Regions from separate parts of the Hordeum vulgare genome. Here region 1 is linked to region 2. Evidence: chromatin contacts called from public Hi-C data. All regions are on one chromosome and are shown on one strand. Each heading gives the region's core, a stretch centred on a gene start, on an enhancer-like site or on the middle of the called end of the contact. The rest is flanking DNA. Distances are from core to core; before and after follow the strand shown. Region 1 holds the start of LOC123444169 (protein transport protein Sec61 subunit alpha-like). Region 2 has its middle 150 kb from the start of LOC123444167.

Region 1 (6,634 bases), core at 3,530-6,029, 250 kb before region 2:
AATGATGCATGCGCAGCTGAATACATGCAAGTCACGGCATGACAATTCGCACAAACAGACACTACACATTAAGCGAAGTTCAATATGCAACGAGTTGCATATTGACGAAACTCCACGTTAGTTATTTAGTTCTATCCCGATTAGATACACGGCAATATTAAATGTTGTTAACATGGCAAGGGGGGAAGCGGTGAATCTACATGTCATCCTAGTCGGTTAACACGTGGACCATAGAGCGGAGCTACGTTCAAGAGACACGCACAACAGGAAGCACTAACTAAAATGATGCATGGATGCTCAAACCCTAACTATGCACTTACACCAACCCACAAGGTCAACAAGTGCCACCTCATCACAAAGTGACACTTTTGCATAACTGCTCACAACTGGAATCCAGTGCCACCATTGGATTCATTGGGTTCTCCTACCCCAAAACCATATATAACACTGCTATATATGCGTGCGGAAAAACACCAAAAACAGCAAAGGAAAAACTACACATGATCAAACTGGGCTAATAACAAGAACAAGGGTTGTTCTTGGCATGCCAGAGTTGGCATGCTCCTCTTCTGGAATATTCCAGATTTGAAAACAATAGAACACAAATCTAAACAAAACAAAAATCATATAAACATCAAGGGGTCCCACTGGTCATACTCACCAGGGCCCCTAATGGGTGTATGCAAGTGGGCCATACCCCCACAATACACACACACCCCAACTACTGCACCACACACCTAAAAGAAAAAAAATGGGATGCATGGGGGATTGAACCCTGAGCCAAGGGTACCCTATGCACAACTCCACACCACTATGCTACTGCGGCGTAGCTGACCACAGATGGGGACTTAACAAGGCTATAAACTAACTCTACTGCTACTTCAACAGGGGGGAAACGAAATAAACAAAAGGGGGCGCCAACGGGATTTGATCCCTGGACCTCAGGGTTGCTACCGAGCGCGCTGACCAGCTGGGCTACGGCTAGGGGTGGGCGTTCGGTTCCCCCGAACCGTTCGGTTCGGTGCTTCGGCACTATTTTTATTTTCGGTTCTCAAAACACAGGGACCGATCGGTCTCTATCAATTAAAATAACCGAGAGTTCGGTCCCTGGATTGTTCGGTTCGGTCCTCGGTTCTGTACCGAACATACGGTATGGGATAGCTGACCTGCTACTGAAAAGATGGGGCGTTGGGCTAGGCTGGGATGGTTGGATAGAATATATTATATATATAGCTTCTATGGATAGCTGGGTTGGCCTAGCTAATAACAAACGTAAGAGAGACACACATGGACGCACAACTTTCTTTCATAAAAAAAGTTCAGACAGCTGCAAACTACACCAACAGAACATGCGCGCTTACAAACCATCAACTACAAATTTTTACCACACGCGATCATAAAACCTGTAACTCTTCTCTGCAAAAATAAATAAACTTGTACCTTCTCTGATAAATAAGAATGACGGTAAAAAAGTGATAGGTAGTAAATTCTTGATGATTAACACAAACTGGGCATAAACATAGCAGATTCGACTCTGCAAATTGTATCCAACAACCACCTGTAGTTTAACACAAACCACACAATGAGAAGTCTAACTTAACACTTAAATCTGATAAAACAAAATAGAACCAGACAATCATAGGAAGCTTTTCATACAGGATCGGTATATCATCGCGTTCTGCAACCTTCGTCTATCCCGGAAGACATCCATAACATAAAGCAAAAGGTTGGTTCAGACAGGAAGTACGCATCAGAACTAGGATCAAATCATGAACTTGGATCTGGATTGAATCAAGAATATGACCGAATGGAATCAAGTACTTACATCACAACCTCGCAGGCGAGCAGCAGCAATTGATGCATAATTGATACAGCCGTTTGATGTGGCTTGCAGCTGCCAAATTTCTTCTTCATGTGCAGAGATCGACCAGATGTCGTGGCCATACGCTAGGGATTTGGGAGGTGGAGCGGCAACATAGATCGAGATGCATCCGGATGCGGTGATTCACCACTCAAATAGGGTGCTCGGGAGACAAGAAATCAAGCGCCCATGGAAGGTACAAATCACGCACGAGTCTCAAGGAGGGCAATGATTGATTTATCCCATGATTTTGGGAGGAGGAGATTTGGGACGAGCACCCTTTTTGGAGAAGGCAGCGCAAGTTCTGCAAACTGCTGGCGTGGCGCGTGCGGGATTAGGGAATGTGGCCTGCGGGAGTTGGAAGAGAGTAATAAAGGTGGTAGGGCGTCATCGGTGCTTCGGTCAATTCGGTGCATCGAGGGTACAGACCGAAATCATCGAAGTTAATTTGGTTTCTTAGAAATGGTAACCGAGCTTAATACCGAACATTTCGGATTCGGTCACTTCAGCTTCGGTCCAGGTTAAATCGGTTCGGTAAATCGGTTATCGGGTTATATGCCCACCCCTAGCTACGGCCGACTTGCACGTTAAATAAATGGGTCTCTGAACTAATTAAGACGGCAGCAGTAGCTCATCCTCGAGAGACGAATTGCAGAAATAAAAAATGTGGAGCCGTGGGGTTTCGAACCCAAGATCTCCTGGCTGAAATCCAGTGGGATGACCAGGTTGACTACGCTTCTTCACGTGACACAGGTGCAGGTGATTGCTTCTATTTCTATCATAGCAGTGGGTCTTCTTCCCCACAAGTGCACGGGAGTCTTACCAACAGAGGAGCAGACAAACGCGGTGTAGATGCTCGTTGAGGAGGTCCAGGGTGCGCGACGGTCGGGGACGGGCGCCGATGGGGAAGCAGGGAATCCGCCACATCCGGAGGCAGGGAACCCATTCCCCAAGGGAGGGAGCTCTGATTCGAGGCGCTGGGTTGGGTCGCTGGTTCCTGTCGTGGCAAACAGAGGGAGGTGAGAGGAAGAGAGATTCGTGAGGGAGAGGGAAGAGAGAGGGATGAGGAAGGAGAAGGGGCTCGAGGCACGGCGACCTGACATCGTCAGCAGCGGGGCTCGCCAGCGGGCACGGCTGGCGGAGAGGGCCCCTGGCGCGGTTGCTGTTGCCTGAATAAAGGGAGACACAAAGGGAATTCAGAGAGGGGAAGAAAGAAAGGGGGAGGAGAGGGACGAGCTCATCTGCTGGGCGCTCTCTCGACGGGTTGGCAGCGGAGGTGCTCGGGGACGTGCGTGTGGCTGTGGTCGCCGGACGCCGGGAGCTACAGTCGCCGGACATGTCCAGGAGAGAGGTGGTTGGGGACGAGTTTGAGCACGGGAGGCCTGCTATGGTGTTCCGCTGGGCTCTCGTTGGATGGATCAGGAGAGATCCCGAGGAAGGAGATGGGTCAAGGGGGGTGGCGGCGGCGGTTGGGACAGGGGGAGGATCCCTAGAAATTAGGTTTTGGACTGACTTAGACTACAGTCCAAATATATAGCTAGTAGGCTAGCCTTAGGTTCATCTCGACCCTCCGATTTTAATCGGACGGTCGGAAAAAAATAGGTTAGGATGATCAATGGACAAACCGAAGACGATTTACGGTAAAACGGGGTTGATCTGGATCCAACGGTCACGACCGCCCGATTCGGGTCCCGAGAGGTTTTTGGACTAGGCCGCGCGCAGGTCGGTGCACTGTGTAGAGGGGCCAGGCGGAGATGAGAGGGGAAACGGGCAGCCCGGCATCGGGGTTTAAAACAACGAAAGCGTCCGACGGTAACCGAATACGGTGCCGCTACGGCGCGACCGTTCGGGTACCAGACGAACTCCGATAGCAATGAAAATTGACATATGGCCTACCTATATTACAATAAGACCGCACACCAAGTTTCAACCCAATCAGAGAAAGTTTTACACACACTTTTAAAACAGGGTTTGACGATGCCGCGGGCGCGTGCATGTGTGGTCGGACTCAGAACGGACAACGACGAGAACCGGCAACTACTAACGGATGCAACTTTCGAAAACTGGCGGCACGGAGATGCCGATGCAATGCAGATGATGCGCATGATGTGATGATGGTGCGACAAAAGAAAAATAGACACACGACGAAAACGGAATAGAAGGAGAATCTTCTGGAACGTCGGCATCGGGCTGTCACACAAGGGTTGTTGAATGTCCATGCGATGTATTCCCTCCGTTCCTAAATATAAGACCTTATAGAGATTACACTTAGACTATATAAAAAGCAAAATGATTGAATCTACACTCTAAAATATGTCTATGTACATGTGTATCTACTCCCTCCGTTCCTAAATATAAGTCTTTAAAGAGGTTTCATTAGTGGACTACATACGGATGTATATAGACATATTTTAGAGTGTAGATTCATTTATATTGCTTCATATGTAGACTCCTAGTGAAATATCGTAATATACTTATATTTAGGAACGGAGGGAGTAGTTTATAGTAATATGTCTAAAAGGTCTTATATTTACGAACGGAGAGAGTAATTTTATTATGTTTGAGAGTGTTTTGCGCTTTTGATAAGTTTTTATAATAGGTTTGATTTTTTGTTTAATAAATAGAAGAGGCAAATGTGCCTAGCCACGTGGAAACTCTATCCTAACAACTGGGTCCGGCCGCCACGCCATCCCCAACCGTAAAGCGTGCCTTCTCCTCACCCTTGTCCTCGCGGAAGACGCCACCATGAGCTTTCTGTTAGTAGTACTCCTAGTAAGTAGTACTGCCTGCTCCACGTCACAGGACCCCATCCGAGGCGTCCGTTCCCGATCCGACGGCTCGGAGGGCCAACGACCCGCTGTCCCGCCACCTGCTCCCGTGCGCCTCCCTCTAAAACCCACGCGCGCGCTCTTCCCGCACTCTCGTCTCGTGTTCCTCGGCATCTCCCTCCCTCCTTCCTCGGCCTTGCGTCTCACGCCCCCTCGTCAACCGCGGCGGCGGCGGCGGCGGAGAGCGGCCTTCCTCTCTCCTCGGCGTCGGGTCTCCCGTCGGCCAGGTAAGGCCGCTTGCCAATGCCTCCTCGCCCTCCCGCTCCCGCCTGGATCTCCAGCAAGCAGCTTCGGACTTTCAGATTCAGTCGCTGTCTCGTTGCAAGTTAGAATTGCGATTTTCGCGGCGGTTGGTTTGGTCGTTCGCCGGTGCTGGACGCGGCATGACGGGACACGTTGCTGGTCCGGTCGTATGGAGGAACTGCAGAAGCCCGCACCAGCTGAATTCACCTCGCATCCGGGCTTTCCTTGTCCGTCGGGATTTGAAAGGAAGGATCCAGGATGACGATCACTGAATACCAAGTAGTCGTCGTAACAGCATGAGTTGTTATGCTTCCATATTTGTTATTGGTGAGAGTTACGTTGGTTAACTACTACGGAGTAGTTTTCTCTGATCAATTATTCGGTGTGCGATTCATCTCTGTATGTTTACTGAGATGGACAGGAGAACGATTCAGATATTTGCGAATCATAGGCTTTATTTCGTGCAGATTGGTCCCAGACAGCGGTTAGGCAGTGGGCATTTTGTTTCGCTCACCCCATCGACTGTGATTTAGGATTATGATGATTTATTTGATGTAGCCAACATAGAATCCCGCCTGCACATTTTGAAGCAGGACTCTTGTCATGATTTATACTGCACTCTGTTTGTGTTTTATCTCGAAATTTAAGCTTACTGTACCCTGAATATAAGATGTTATACAATGTTGGTAGCTTCACTTATGTCCCAGTCAAATAGACCCTTCTTAACTTAATTACAATCAATTGTTGCCTGTGCTGTATTAGTTCTACCAAGTTGAGGGTTTCATAAGGTTTCCCAGGTTACTTTGTACTTCAGTTTTCTGTTTGTATCGAGAAATGTTGATTTATTTTTCTTTTCCTCAACACAGGACCATGGCTGGCGGTTTTAGAGTGCTGCATCTTGTCAGGCCCTTTCTGGGTTTCTTACCGGAAGTACAGAGTGCTGATAGGAGAATTCCATTCAGAGAAAAACTCATCTACACTGTTATTTCCCTCTTCATTTTCCTAGTGTGCAGCCAGCTCCCGCTCTATGGCATCCATTCAACTACTGGAGCTGACCCTTTCTACTGGTTGCGTGCTATTCTTGCATCCAACCGTGGTACTGTTATGGAGCTGGGTATCACTCCAATTGTGACATCTGGGATGGTGATGCAACTTCTGGTAGGATCAAAGATCATTGAAGTTGACAACAGTGTGAGAGAGGATCGTGCACTTCTGTAAGTACTAAAACGGCAAAATATCCTTCTTGTCCATGTTGGTTGATTTTGTTTCCATAATCTGATCAGTAAAAATTCAGATCTTATTCAAGGAATAACCAATGGAAGTAATTGAATATTCCTCACACTTATTTCCTGTACCCGATGATGGTCTTCTGACAAATAGTACTTTTTTCTTACTCAGGAATGGTGCACAAAAGTTGCTTGGTATCCTCATTGCTATCGGAGAAGCTGTGGCATATGTTTTGTCTGGAATGTATGGCAGTGTGAGCCAACTAGGAACAGGGAATGCTATTCTCATTATACTTCAACTTTTCTTTGCTGGCATCATTGTCATCTGTCTGGATGAACTTCTCCAGAAAGGATATGGTTTGGGTTCTGGCATTTCTCTATTCATCGCTACCAACATCTGGTAACCTTACTGAGTTTTATTTCTCTTCGGTCATTTGAATATTGTTCTGTGATTCCATGGCTCATGGTAAACTTGT
Region 2 (6,195 bases), core at 251-2,750:
ACTAGGTTGCATTTTCAACTCAACTTATCCATCATCGTTCCATTACCTCGACAAATATAAGTGTTGAACAATAGCATAGCAAACAATAGTGTTGATAATCATGGCATGAGATCAGACCCTAGTACTAACATGTCAATGTTATTAACAATATTATTATTAGTATGGTAATATGTAAACAAGACATGGCATTAGATGAGAAGTAATGCTAACATATAACACGGATGTCCTAACAGGTGTATGCAAGTGCAGACTAACAGGTGATACAGATGAACACGCAGAGTGCAAGCAAAATCATCACACAAGTCTGGAGCTCATGATAAGAGGTTGGCTTGCCTGGGGTTGATGAATACGTCGGGAAGAAGCGCGACCATCTCACGGAAGGGTTTGTCGGAAGGGTTCTCTCTCGAAGGGCTCGATCGGAGGGCAATGGCAAAACAATCATTTCTACTGTGATGATGCGAAAATGGTACTATTGAAACGGGCTCAACGAGACGAAAGCGTGGGCGCTGGTTTTACCTCAATCAGAGTTACGGTCGCAAAGATACGCCCGTTTATTCGTTAAGTGATAAACATACAAAAATATATCCGTTTTAGTCCTTAACGGGTGAACGTTCACAATTCAGTAGGTTCGGTTGGCGGCTGAGAAAGGAGAAGGCACCTTTTCAGAGTTTACGCTTTCAGTGAACCGAAAGCGTGTTTACCTCCGAAACTGCACCCAAGTACGCTTTGAAAGTCAGAAAGCGTATTTGTACAAATACGTTTCCACTTAACAGGAGCTGGGCCCGGGTTGACTATCTTAACTCTCGCTGACGACTGGGACCGGCCCTATCTACTCTCTCTCTCTCTCTCTCTCTCCGACGAGCGGCCCCCCGTCTCTCTCTCTCCTCTCTCTCGTCCCTCCCCTGGCTCGTCTTCTCCTTCCTCGCGACCGAAGGAGAGGAGGCCCGACCGCCAACACTGCCGAGGCCTGGCAACTCGGGAGGGCCTAATGCGGGTCTCGCCGGCACTGGCGTGCCACGCCGCATCCGAGGGTGGTTGTGGGGCCATGCGTGACAGCCTGGAGCGCCGTGGCCACAGGCCGAGGCACGACGGCTCACGGGCGTCGGAGGGGCTGCTCCTATAGCGCTCCGCTGAGGCTTTGTTTGGTAGAAGTGGATTGGGGAGGTTTGGGAAGAAGGGGATTTGAAGGGATTTGAGGGGATTTGATGTATCCCTTCTTTCCATCCAATCCTCTCAAATCTTCGGAGCTTTGCTTTCACCAGTTTCTCGAGGAGGATCCTGAAACACATGGATAGGAAGGGATTGAAGGAGGGCGGAGGGGATTCGGCTAAGCAAACCCTTTTATCAAATGGGCGTCCGAGGTTGTGTGAGGTTTCTGCCCCTCTCGGGGATTTTCCTCTAAAAGCATCCTGCCAACCGAGGCCTAACGCCGTTACCCGCTCCCCGTCCCCGATCCAACGGCGCGGATCGCCCCGGACCGGGCCCACAGCCGGCCGACGGCCCGGATCGCCCCGCCCCGGAGCTCCAAACCCTCGCCATTTGGCCGACGGCACACACACACACACACCCGCCGTCCGCTCCCCCGCGGGGAGCCTCCACCCCCCGCGCCGCGCCGCGGCCCAGGGCCGACGGGCGCACCGATCCGATCCGCCCGCCCGCACGGCCGCACGCGCCGATCAACGTAGGTCTCGCACGAATCGGCCCGGAATTCGCGGGGGGCCTCCGCCTTCGCCGCTCGCCGCTCGCCCGTACGCCGCGCGTGAATCGGGGCGGCCGCTGGAGCCGGGGGAATTGCTCTCGGGTGTGGGGAGTTTTAGTTTTTTTTTCTTTCTTCCTCTCGGGGGATCTGCGTGGGTGGCCCAATTGGGAGCTCCCCGGCGGTCGATCTCGGGGCCGCGCGGCCTCCCGCGCTCGATTGGCCGCTGGTTTTTGGGGGCGCGTGGTGGGTAATTCGCGCGTGACGGCCGCGGTGGTTTCTGTCGATTCGAGCTTGGGCTCAGCTCAGCTTAGCTCGTGCTCGTGGTCGAGCGTTGGTTGGAGCTTAGCTTGAGCTGCTCTTTGCTCGGTGCTCCGGGATCCGGGCGTCTGCTAGTGGGGAGGGAGACGTGGGGGGATTTGGGGATGCTCCAGCAGATGCGCGACGCTTGGTCTTTGCTGTTCCCTTCATTTTTTTTTTGTCGTGGACTTACCTTTCCCCTGGCCCCCTCCCTCTTAGCTCCGAGCTCAGAGCTGCCGCGGCAGGGTCCAGGCGGATTCTCTCGCGTCTCTTTTGCATCTTTCAAGATTTGTTCAGCTGTACCCCTCTTCGGAAGGTGTATGTGGGAGAAAGATGTGATTTTTAGGCTTCAGCGAGGAGGTGGGAGTGATTCTTGTGCTAGCATCGAAACATTGTAGCTTCATTCTGTCCTAGTTTTGCTTGATTTGCTGCCCGTATGAGGGACATGAGGTATCTGTCGTGAGATTTAGCTGCCCGTATGAGGGACATGAGGTATCTGTCGTGAGATTTAGCTGCCCGTATGAGGGACATGAGGTATCTGTCGTGAGATTTAGCTGTCCGTTGATTGTAACAAGACGATGTAGTCTCTGTCCTAGTGTTTAGATTAGAGATTGTAGTTCTGTGGTAGTGTTTCGGTTTTGGATAATGGTAGTGTTTCGTGGGAGATGAAAGATGTGGTTTTGCCTGTGCTAGTTAAGATTATTTCTTTGCAGACTCTCATGATTTAACCCTGCTTGTAGTGGCAGGCCATCTAGATGACGAGCTCGGGTAGGATAATTGCTACTTGTTCCTGAGTTGTTTGAACCTTTATCTCTTGCATTGTGCTAATTGTCTTCACTTGCCATCCACAAGCTAACAAAGTGCAATAAGTTCACAGTTTCAAACTTAAATTGCACCCCCGTCTATTTCAAGACTGTTCTTTTCTGAAATGGGCGCACACTTGAGGTTGTGGGTGCCCATATTTAAGCCATCCTCACTAATTAATCAAACATGCTTCTTAGGGCGCTCCAATTCACTGGCTTTTAACACATTATCGTAGGTAGTGGAAGTTTTTTAGAGATAATCACCGTAATGCATCGCATATTACATTTAATCGGTTTAGGATCATGTTTGAATCTCAACCTTGTGGCCTAATGGGTTCTTGTAAATTTTAAAGTGCGATTATCACCGAGGCCCTAGTTGTGTTGTGTTGTAATATTTGCAAATTTCAAATATATTTAGTTAACTCTAATGTTGTGAGACTTGATTAAGCTATTCATATTGCTCTTTTGGTCAATATCGTATTACTGTGTGATGTCGATTTCTTTTGTAGGTGGCCCACTCTATTATTTGTTTCTGGCTCAGCCACCGCCTCAGAATAGTTTAGGACCTGAGATGTCCTTTACTCCATTAGGCAAAACAATGGAGGACTGTGCAGCCACCCCAGTACGCCGCCCTGCCGACCCCTCCTCCCCATCCCCAACCCCGTCTCCCTTGTCTCTGCGACAGTGGCGCCCAGCAGCGCAGCGCAACCTGCGCAACCAGTGGTCGCGCCTGCATGCCGCCAAGACCCGGTGGCTGGCCGCCACCGCCAATGGCTGCTCCCATGCTGCTGCGCTCGTCAACGCCAACCTCTCCCGTGGGTTGTCCCCTCTCTGGCTCTGTGTTTCAGCGATGCCTGAGTTTTTGATATTTTAGTATCTAGTTACTGACCGCATCTTGGGCTTGTCACTTTGTCAGTTACATGCCAGGGATGGATTTAGGAGTGCTCAAGGACATGCCCAGGATCCGCGACAGGGCGAGCGCCAAATTGGCCCATAAGGAGGTAGCTACGCTGTTGCCAGGAACTCAGCCAATCCTCCTCAGCAGCATGGCTTAATTTTCTTGTTGATCCCTCATTTTCATGTTTCTTGCTTGGTTCAGGTGCAATGCCGTGAGATGCTTCTATCAGCCTACAAGGAGATGGTAATGCTTTTATACAAAGGCCATCCTTGTTCATGTCCTTTTAGTCGGGACCCTGTAAGCCATTAATGGTTGTTCGGACTTTTTCTGCTCTTCCTATTTCCCTGTAATAGGTCTATGCCGTGTCTGACTTGGTTAAAGCTTCTCATGCCATGCGGTGTTTCTCTAAAGTATCTTCTGGCAGCCCACTAGTCCGATTTACGGACTGCCAGGATGATTTGAATGATTTAGGGGATGGTGGGGGAGCTCCAGTATACAGATGGGTGTCCATGTTAGAATTTGGTGGGTTACTCACATTTTTTAATGCAAAACTGGATTAAGTTCGATAATCTTTATTTTCCCTTCCTTTAGACATGGCATTACTTGATTTTAAGAGATTCAGAAAGTTTTGTTCTGAAATAGTAGGATTGACAGATGGACTTTCTTTTCATTTGTGTTTGGCATGACAAGAAATGCATTCTTCGAATCAATTCTGTATAGTTTGGGAAATAGATCCAACTTGGTCAGGAAGTCAAGTGAGTTTTATATAGTTAGAAAATAATTTGAAGTTGTTCAGTGTAGCACTGCCACATTACATCAAGTTAACTGAATAAATATCTTGTTATATTCAAAGTGATTCATCCAAAATTTCTTTCTGAAATAGCTACTCAAGATCAGATCTTCCTGATACAGCAAGATACAGCTAATATATTTATTTGTTTTTATTCACGAATTGATTTCAGAGAACCTTGCCAAAGAGCTTGTTGAGATGTTTGTTTCAGAGCTACAATTGAAGGTATGTTGTCACACAATTCTGCTATGTTTTAGCTTGTGCTCTTAGAAAATGCTTCTTTTTACATCCCTGTTTCTCCTGATCTTTTGGAAAATTCCTGACAGTGGAAATCATTTTTAATGTAGAGACTGATTGTCTTGGACCTCCTGTCAATTAACTCAAAAGGAGGTGCAGATCCTTCTTTAGAATGGTCGGATGAGCTATATGACGGGGAATTGTACGAATTTCAGAGTATTGGCCTGGGCTCTGGAGACAGCTTCCCACTGCCTGAGAATTGGAGGGTTGAGTCTTGCAGGCATGGCAACCTGGCCATGCTCCATCCCATGAGGTTTTACGGGTATTGATCCAATTTTTGCAATAGTGTTGCATTTATTACTTAGAAACAACTATCTCTGTCCTGGTGTTTATATCTTTAATTGTTTGTTTGGTGGAGATGGCATTAAGCTGGTTCATGTAATTGAAGGATGAGAGCGCCATCTTTGAATTAGATCAAATGTGTTGTGCTCCTGTCAGCATGCTTTCTAACAAGGGTTGTGTCTTTTCGATTATTATTTTACAGGTTTATTTAACCTCTTGGCTTGCTAATGTGAACATCAAGACGAGTAGGTAATTATGTCATCTGCTTTAGCTTTTGGATTTTACAACCTATAAGGATACCCGAATTTGCACCTTGAATTTCGAAAATAAGCTGTATCATATAGTTTTGGTGAAACTGTGATGGTGCTGACCTCTTGATTTTATTTTCAGAATCGATGAAATATTCGAGCTTGTTGGGGAAGAGATGCAAATCAAATTGCGCTGAAAACTTTGATGCATAGAATTTTAGTGAGAACTATTCGGGAATGACCCATCTCCCTTTTGATGCATAGAATTTAAGTGAGAACTATTCAGGGGTTATTTTTCCTTAACGGAAGTCATTTAGGCTAATTAGCATGTGTGATCTGCCCTAAGAAAGAGGGCTCGTCTAATCTTTCTCAAATGTATTACTGTTATGCTTGAATAGTCTCCTGGTAGTATTAAAGATTTTCTAGGTTTTCCTCAACAACCGAAAAAAGATTTTCTAAGTTAGTCAAGCAAAGAAAGGTTAAAACCACAAGAAAACCATCTTATTTGCACATGGGACTGAGGACATTTGATTAGCCCAGCCCATGAGTATAATCCTTAAGCTTGTTGCTTCCGGCCATCATTTCTTGGGACGTTGGTCTAGGTTGCCGTACAGTATTCGTTTTCAGCTTATTCCTGGTTACATTGAAATCTGTTGGTTTAGGACATATAGATGAAATCTGTTGTTTATATTATTTTTTTGTGAGGGAAAATCCGTTGTTCATAAGCTCTGTGTGTGTGTGTGTGACAGTGTCTGTTAGTCAGGATGACAGGTTTGCTGCCTGCCTTTTGGTGCATGGATGGTAGCTTTTTTTTTTTGTTAGAATAAGTGCATGGATGGTAGCTGAAGGCTGAAGCAAGTAAACACTGTCCCTGGGCTGCA

The links. Hi-C and Micro-C count contacts between places; a contact is called where the count stands out from the background.
Region 1: a contact with region 2 is called in a Hi-C map of seedling, with 4 times the contacts expected there. The contact joins the promoter of LOC123444169 here to the enhancer-like site in region 2. A contact is called at or near these places in 1 of 6 Hi-C or Micro-C datasets (seedling) and 1 of 1 datasets of contacts at active chromatin or transcription factors (embryo).

What each region holds. Positions count from the first base shown.
Region 1 is chr3H:445,113,601-445,120,234 of MorexV3_pseudomolecules_assembly, reverse strand. It overlaps LOC123444169 (protein transport protein Sec61 subunit alpha-like), which reads left to right and starts at 4,779. Exons shown (of 7, transcript XM_045120805.1): 1 at 4,779-4,916; 2 at 5,799-6,146; 3 at 6,331-6,558. The coding sequence starts at 5,803.
Region 2 is chr3H:444,863,031-444,869,225 of MorexV3_pseudomolecules_assembly, reverse strand. It overlaps the pseudogene LOC123444168. Among protein-coding and RNA genes, the nearest start is that of LOC123444167, 150 kb to the right of the region's middle. Within about 2 kb of position 1,500, at least 3 of the 3 cell types and tissues checked have open chromatin away from gene starts, as enhancers often do. A contact at or near this core is called in seedling, where this site is marked.